3 separate regions of the Rattus norvegicus genome follow, and regions 1 and 2 are each linked to region 3. The links are chromatin contacts, called in public Hi-C maps. All regions are on one chromosome and are shown on one strand. The core of a region is the stretch at or near the end of the contact, and the rest is flanking DNA. Distances in the headings are between cores, read along the strand shown.

What was found. Hi-C and Micro-C count contacts between places; a contact is called where the count stands out from the background.
Region 1: a Hi-C map of Schwann cells shows a contact between it and region 3, with 5 times the contacts expected there. The contact joins the promoter of Acta2 here to the promoter of Ch25h in region 3. A contact is called at or near these places in 9 of 12 Hi-C or Micro-C datasets (the A7r5 cell line, the Rat2 cell line, Schwann cells and 5 more) and 1 of 1 datasets of contacts at active chromatin or transcription factors (oligodendrocytes).
Region 2: a Hi-C map of the A7r5 cell line shows a contact between it and region 3, with 4 times the contacts expected there. The contact joins the promoter of Ankrd22 here to the promoter of Ch25h in region 3. A contact is called at or near these places in 10 of 12 Hi-C or Micro-C datasets (the A7r5 cell line, the Rat2 cell line, Schwann cells and 6 more).

What each region holds. Positions count from the first base shown.
Region 1 is chr1:241,171,216-241,173,915 of GRCr8, reverse strand. Acta2 (actin alpha 2, smooth muscle) reads left to right here and starts at 1,413. Exons shown (of 9, transcript NM_031004.2): 1 at 1,413-1,446.
Region 2 is chr1:241,082,251-241,084,950 of GRCr8, reverse strand. Ankrd22 (ankyrin repeat domain 22) reads left to right here and starts at 1,371. Exons shown (of 6, transcript NM_001191638.1): 1 at 1,371-1,529. The coding sequence starts at 1,509.
Region 3 is chr1:241,428,013-241,430,712 of GRCr8, reverse strand. Ch25h (cholesterol 25-hydroxylase) reads left to right here and starts at 1,347. Exons shown (of 1, transcript NM_001025415.1): 1 at 1,347-2,665. The coding sequence starts at 1,352. The coding sequence ends at 2,248.

The DNA of each region.
Region 1 (2,700 bases), core at 164-2,663, 260 kb after region 3:
CCAGGTTCTAAAGTAAAAAATAAAACAAAAACAAAACAAAAAAACAAAAAAAACAAAGAAAAACATGGAACTTTACTTTATATGATGCCTATGATAAAACCGGTTGCATTAATCATAAATGTCCCATTCTGCCTCACAAAATGCAGTCTCTGTATTTGAGTGATCAGACAATGTATTTCTTAGTTGGTGAAACCAGATACAGAGTAGAAAACTCTTAAGCAACACAAAGAAACCCCATTATTATTTAGCAACCATTAGACTCTTCTAAGAGTCAACGGTGTAATTCTCAAAGACAGCTATGCGTGCCTGGGTGCAGGTGGACACCATTAATCAAGAGCATGAGACATGGTAGCGTGAGTAGACAGCTGCTGGCATTCACCCTGGGCTTTCCCTGACATGCCAACAGTTCAGAGCCACTTATGGAATCCGTCTAAAATATCTCCATCATGAATTGAATCAGAACCTTGGCTTGCAGGAGGGAAGTAGAGAAAGGTAAAGTCGTTGACTGTCCATTGAAGCCAAAGAGCTGATGATGTCTTTGAAGAATGGCAGGGTCACTTGATCGCTCTTTCTGTCCAGTGGGCTCATAGACACGGAGGAGGATGAGCAGGCTTCATTTCAACATTTCAAACTTCTTTTACAATTTTTTTTATGACGGGGCAATGGGTCATCTCTGTGGCCAAAAGACGGTCCTTAAGCATGATATCAAGGGTCAGCGATAAACCAACAACATGCACGTGGACTGTACCTAAGGGTTAACGCAGTTACAGTGATTCTGACTTCTAAGTTCCTCTTAGGGTAACATAGGCTGGTGAATCCTGATTACATACTTCCATATGTAATACATACAGACTTCATTGATACTACACACAGACTCCAGACTACATACAATGTGGCTTCCATAAAATGATCACTCCTCTGCAGATTCGCAGGTGACCCAAGCATCTTTTGTTATAGGCTACCTTTTGCAACAGTGTTGCCTTAAAGTCCCAGCTAGTCAGAGACAGGCCCTTCCTCATCTCAAGCCCTTAGCTAATGGACCCAAAGGCTAGCCTGACAGGAAGAGCTGGCATCTTCTGAGGAATGTGCAAACCATGCCTGCGTCTGCTCCATGGCACTAGCCCAGTGTCTGGGCATTTGAGCAGTTGTTCTGAGGGCTCAGGATGTTTATCCCCATAAGCAGCTGAACTGCCTCCTGTTTCGAGAGCAGAGCAGAGGAATGCAGTGGAAGAGACCCAGGCCTCTGGCCACCCAGATTAGAGAGTTTTGTGCTGAGGTCCCTATATGGTTGTGTTAGAGTGAACGGCCAGCTTCAGCCTGTCTTTGCTCCTTGTTTGGGAAGCGAGTGGGAGGGGATCAGACCAGGGGGCTATATAACCCTTCAGCATTCAGCCTCCCCAGACACCACCCACCCAGAGTGGAGAAGCCCAGCCAGTCGCCATCAGGGTAAGTGGCCCCAGCCCAGGGATGTGACTTAGAGTTTTCCCAGGCTTTTTAATCATCCAGTGGAACCAGACGTTGTCTGTAGTAATCTGAATGACTCACATGTTTTGAATTTTTGAATAAAGATTTATGCTGTTAAAATGATTGTAGCTCCTTAGCTTGCATGATTTCGTATCTAAACGGGACTAAAAATGAATCGTGGTTTACTGGCAAAGGAGATGGAGAGGAAATTAAAGTTTGTTCATGCGTGGCATCTGTGAAATCTGTTTACACTAAACCAACTGCTCGGATCCCGCAGCCTACTGTAGGGGAGAAGTCCAGCCATCTATGGTAAATTATACATTTGTTTCTACTTAGGTGTTGGACACTTTTGGATTTGTCTATGGTTCAGACTTAGTGTGAGGACTTTCCATCTGACCGAGTACAGCCGGGTTAACTGGAAGTGGATGTCAGGAGTGAACTGGCGCGGTTGCCTGCGCTCTGGTTTTGGCTGAGTGGACTGCGTTGCCTCTGGGTTTCCGGGGCTCTAACAGTAGACATGTATATCTTGTGCCCTTACGATTCAAACCTATGTCATTGGTCATTTGCAGCAAAGCATAGCTCCTCTACTCTCTGCAAAGAAATGGAAATGAGGAAGTGTCTCATTCGGGGAGATCTGATTTGCGTTTCTCTGCCTCAAGTGTCCCTCTGGCCCCTTAGGCAGAGTCTCTGTGGAGCCACCCCACTCAGGACTTGGTAGCTTCTGCAGGGAACGGAGTTTTCTCGATAAGATTTTCCTCCCATTTTGTGATTCATGACTAAATATGGTTTGCGTTTTGAGACTCACAAACTGGGAAGGTTACTGTCCTTTCCTCCTCCCTCCCCTCCCCTCTTACAATTCATTTTTGGCACAAGATGAGCTCCACTGTGCTGCACCAAACTCCCCGGCCTCGGGTGCAGTTCCAAAAGCGGACGCTGGAGCCCAGTGTGTTTTACCTAATTAGGAAATGCTCCCTGCTTCAAACTGAGCTGCTCCTTCAGGTTAGATAAGAGTTGCAAACCACAGCGGCAGTTTCCTCTGGAAACACACCGACGTCTTCTCTAGTGACGACGCTCCTTTCAAAGCTTATTAAGACATATTTTCTGGATATTTTGGATGAAGTAGAAATACGTCTTTACTGAATTAGTGATTTTTACTTGCATTTAAAAAAAAAACTAGGAAGCTTATTTCTCTGAATATACTAAGGCACAACCTTAAGTCATCCTGCCCAACAGTTT
Region 2 (2,700 bases), core at 122-2,621, 350 kb after region 3:
GATATGCCACGTATATGATCTGTGTATGTGTAGTTTACAGAATGACTGTGGATAGTTTGAAGGCTGTTCAATGAGTTAGAACCTGGGAAACTGCCATCAGATAGTCTATACCGGGATAAGGAACCAGTGTCTCCCGGAGACCCTGTGGTGGTGGTAGACATAGGCTACGGGGGAAGATTGGGGTTTCAGAGATGAGACCTGGACCACAGAGTCGGGAGAGCAAAAGATAGGATCGGGCCCTTTCTAATGACAGGGAGATGAGTGGATAGAAATGTGAGGTTGTCTGCATCAGTCACAGGGTGTGAGCTGAGTTGAAGTCCCGGGGAACAACCATGAGTTCTCTTTCCATTGGTCTCTTCATAAACAGGGCAGGAGGTGGGATGAATGCTCTGTGAGGCATCACCAGGTGAGAACATAATATTCATCCCTCAGTTTGTCTGCTAAGTTCTCAACCTACTCCTCCTGTGGTGATCTTAATATGCCCAGGTGCTTCTGCAGTCCTGGTTCACCGTGACCAATGTGTATGTAAACTGAAGTCTGTCCAGGGCAAGGCACAGTCTGAAAAAAAAAAGTTTCACACATGACAAAAGATCTTTGAGCAGAGTTCTGGCTGGTCTCTTACAGCACCATGTAAGAGTAGAGTATCGAGGACTGCAGGCACAGATGGTGTTAGTGGCAGTGGAGGAGGCTGGGTCACAGATACCACAACAGATATAGGGGGAGCCAGGCTTGGTGTTCCCCAGCTCCTCAGAGTGACCTAGTATGCATTTTTTCTTTTTTTAATAAAGTGTGAGAGAGGACTTTGAAGGTTCTCAGAGGAATTACATTAAAACACGTGGAAATACTAATTACTTTTACTTGACCATTATATATAATACTTCTTGAATTATCACATAGTACTGTATAGATGCGTGTAATTACCACATGTCAATTAAAATTAAAAACTATTAAGTAAAGTTTAATTTATTAGCTTATAGGGCTCTTTAAGTGTCTGGGGGGAAAGTATTGCTAGCAAGAACTTTGGAGGACTTTGAGGATTATTTACCTAACTAGACCCTATGACTCTCACTGAGGAGTTGGTGGACGGTAATGGACATTGAATGCTGGATTTCAATTAAGAAATTGTGTAAATGCGGTGTCCTGTTTTGAACTCTTCCTGCTGGCCTAAGAAGTTCCCCCTCCCACCTGTGCTTCCTTCTTTACTGGCTGCCTCCATGGGCAGAGCATTTGTGACTCAGAAACCGGTTCCCCTGGCTGTAACAATGATACAGCTCTGGGATCATTACCTGTAAGCCAATGCCTTAGCTTCACAGCCCTCTCTCTACGCAAGGTGTGTTGCTGTCACCGACTGCTGGGAAAGCACTCTCAGGTGTGGGAAGAGAGGGCTCGCCACTAGCTTGGACTTCCAGGGACCTTTCTTTCCAGGAAGAAATTTAATATTAATTAGAAACGCCTCTAGAAGATTCACTACTGCCTTGTAGAGAGGGCACAAACGCAAGAAGGACCGGATGGGAATCCTATATTCTGAGGTATGTCATATTTCTGAACTTAGGAATCCAAAGTTGCTAAAAATTTCTCTTGTTTTTTTCCATGTATAATTGTCTATCCCTGTTACCATGGCTTATTTTCAATTCTGTTTAGTGTTCCTAGTGAGTATTAAGTCAGGAAAGATCCGATGTGCTAGGATTTTTTTTTTTTTTTGGTTTGTTTTACTATCTTAACAAAAGTTAGACTGAAATACTAAGTTTTAGCTAGACCTAAGTTGAGCATGATGGGATTTATATTTTCTGACATCCTAATTGCAGGGGTGATGTGAACCTTGAAAAATGGAGTTGCAACTATGTTGTGTCTCAGTGAAATCCGTAAGGGCAAGAGACACTCACACCTAATTGGCTTTTCTAAAAAGCCAAACAATGGGCAGGCTTCTCACGGAACCCATGAATAGAACAACACCTTGAAGCTGGGTATGTGGAAGGAAGTTCACCTCTGGCAATTATTAATACGGGTTATCACCGTCTAGAAACGATGACTGGCAGTACAGTTCTGATATTTGGACTATTTCCTTTTGATAGCCGACAGGACATTTTTCTACATTGAAAGTAGCTTACTACAGTCAAATACATTTTTCAATGTTTCAAAGGGTAATATTTGAATAAGAGTATCAGAGGCACAGTAATGTTGTGATAGTTCTCCTTCTCCTTCTCCTTCTCTTCTCCTTCTCCTCCTCTTCCTCCTCCTCCTTCTTCTCCTTCTTCCTGTTATTATTATTATTATTATTATTATTATTATTATTTCCTTCTCCTTCTCCTTCTCTTCTCCTTCTCTTGTCCTTCTCCTTCTTCCTATATTATTATTATTATTATTATTATTCATGACTTACTCCTTATCTGACACAATTAACTTGCTAACCGGCATTCCATTCTCTAAGCTCACGGAGCCTCATTGATTTTGATCTGCTAGCATGAAAGGTAATTCTTTGGCACCTACCTCAAGTGCACATGTGCGAGCATGAGTTTGTGCGTGTCTGCATAAGTGTGCATGTTTCTTTACTAAATGCTTTTCCTGCTTATTTCACCACCCTGGGAATATCTCTCTCTGGGATTTTGATCTCACCAAGAAGTCACGGACTTACGAGGATGGCAAAACGTACAATGTATTAACATTCTACTCTAGAAAATGTATAATGTATTAACATTCTAC
Region 3 (2,700 bases), core at 98-2,597:
TATAATATATCATTTTATCTCTTCTTCATGCAAAAAAAAACCCGTCTTATTTGAATTTATCTTAGTGGTAACCTGTGAAGTACAAAGTTAAAATGATCGTGTCTTATTTCCTTTGGTTGTATGTGCTAAGCCCTTAGATGGAGAGCTGTGGAACCACAGTGATGGGGTCACTGCCTCCTTCCTGACAAATGTGGGAGCCAGCTCTTGATGATTGTGAATCACAAGTAACAGTCTTGGCTTGTGCCTGGCAGGGAGCAAGCAGAAGTTACAGTCCACCTCCCCCTTTTTGTTTTCAGGGCTCCCAGCAAGCCTCTAAAGCCACTCTTTCATTGTTTGCCTTGGAAAAGAACAAGAGAAACACAAGCTTGCATAAGACTATGTCAGCTTCCAGCAGAGATGAAAAGCTGTACAGACACAAATACAAGAAGGAAACAATGGGAGAACGGCCCCTGGCTTTCCTCTGGAGTCCCCTGTGTGCCACGTGTGGGTCACACGGGACTGATTTCTGTGCTGGGCTCTCTAGGGGACTCTCCCTGGCTACAGTACTGACCTCCTGTGCTCAGCCCTGGCTACTCAGTCCTGGTGCCTGAGAGGGTGTCCAGGAGTTGAGGCAGGGAAGATGGACCGTCTCCCGGGAGCCTATGGGAGTGCATAGATCATTCCCTCCACCAGCCTTTGAGGTTTGGCCCAATGGAGTGACCCTTTGTGGGTGGTAAACCCAACATCCTCGTTTTCCACCCCAGGGCAAAGGCTGGCAGTGCTGCCCCATGGACACCGCGGGCTTTTAAGAGAGGCGTCCGCGCCAAAAGGCTGCGAGCCTGACTGCTCCTTTTAGGAGGATGCCAAGTTCCCTCTCCGTAAGGGACCCAATCCCTATTTGCAACGCACTCAGTACCAGCACTGTGGGGTGAGGTGCACGCACTCAGAGAACTCCAAGATGTAGAATAAGTCTTTACACAGCCAAACGCAGATATTTTAAAACTCAGGGAATTCTGCTTTGGTTGAGAAACAGCACTTTCTGAGGGTGATGAACCCATTAGTTTGTAGTGGTGACAGCGGGTGAATTGTCTCAAGGCAGAATCAAACGCTGGCTCCTGTCTCTGAAAAGCGAGCAAACAGTTCTTTATGTCTGGGGACCGGTTTTAAGGAGCGCGGCATGCATTAAGGGGAAATGTGATGCAGCTATGAACCAGGACATAGACCGGAACCAAAGGCATAATTCGGTCATTTAAGCAAAATTCTGTAGCAGGGAAGGGAGGGAAGGAATGCTGACGTCACCGGGGGCGGGGCCGCAGTCCTTAGAAAAGTCGGTGGGACTGGGGAGACAGCCACTGTGGGACACAGTCTCAGCATGGCCTGCCACAACGTTTCGGAGCTCCAAGACCTTGGTTGTTCCAACCAGCTGCTCCTGCAGCCTCTCTGGGACAGCATAAGGACGGGAGAGGCGTCCGCGCGCTCACCCTTCTTCCCAGTCATCTTTTCTATCTTCACTTACCTGGGCTTCTGCCTACCGTTCGTGGTGCTAGATGTCCTCTGTCCCTGGGTGCCCATCTTGAGACGCTACAAGATCCACCCGGACTTCTCGCCGTCCGTAAGGCAGCTTCTGCCCTGCCTGGGGCTGACACTCTACCAGCACCTGGTGTTCGTGTTCCCAGTGACGCTGATGCACTGGGCGCGCAGCCCCGCGCTGCTGCCGCGGGAGGCCCCCGAGCTCTCCCAGCTCCTGAGTCACGTCCTGATCTGCCTGCTGCTCTTCGACACCGAGATCTTCGCGTGGCATCTGCTGCACCATAAGGTGCCCTGGCTGTACCGCACCTTCCACAAGGTGCATCACCAGAACTCGTCCTCCTTCGCGTTGGCTACCCAATACATGAGCGTCTGGGAGCTGCTTTCTCTGACCTTCTTCGATGTGCTGAACGTCGCGATGCTTCAGTGTCACCCACTCACCATCCTCGTCTTTCACGTGGTTAACATCTGGCTGTCGGTGGAGGACCACTCAGGTTACGACTTTCCGTGGTCCACTCACAGACTTGTGCCGTTTGGCTGGTACGGGGGCGTGGCTCACCACGACCTGCATCACTCTCAGTTTAACTGCAACTTTGCTCCGTACTTCACACACTGGGACAAAATGCTGGGGACCCTGCGTTGCGCACCCCACTCGAAGCGCCTGTGTGCCGGCAGTGAGAGCTGCTTGGACTCCGGAGAGCAATGTACTGTACACTTGAACCAGAAGAAGAAACAGACTTGAGTTATTTTTTCAGAAGTTAGTACATTTTTAAGTGATGAACACTGCTATAAAATCTAATGTGTTTCTGCAGCCCGACAAAGTAATTTATATAATGTTTATATATGAATTTAATTGTGGTCTTGATGTCAAATTCCAACTCGTCCCAGTGTCCTTGACTTCAGGACACAAGTTAGACATTCTCTAGAATGGTTTGTTTGTAGAACCAAGACTTTCCTATGTATGAAACTGCACTGGAACAGGGCTAATCACGCATGTTGATGGAAGACCTGATGTCTGACTCTTTAAAATAATCAAATTTGTTCCTGCTGGGCAGTGATCAAGATTATAGTATATTTTTTCTATTTTTGAGCAAAATGATATATTTATATTGAAAGAATTTTTATTCGTATTTTAAAAATAAAAAGAACATGAACTAAACAAGTGTTGACTCCTGATGGACCCGCTGGATAAAA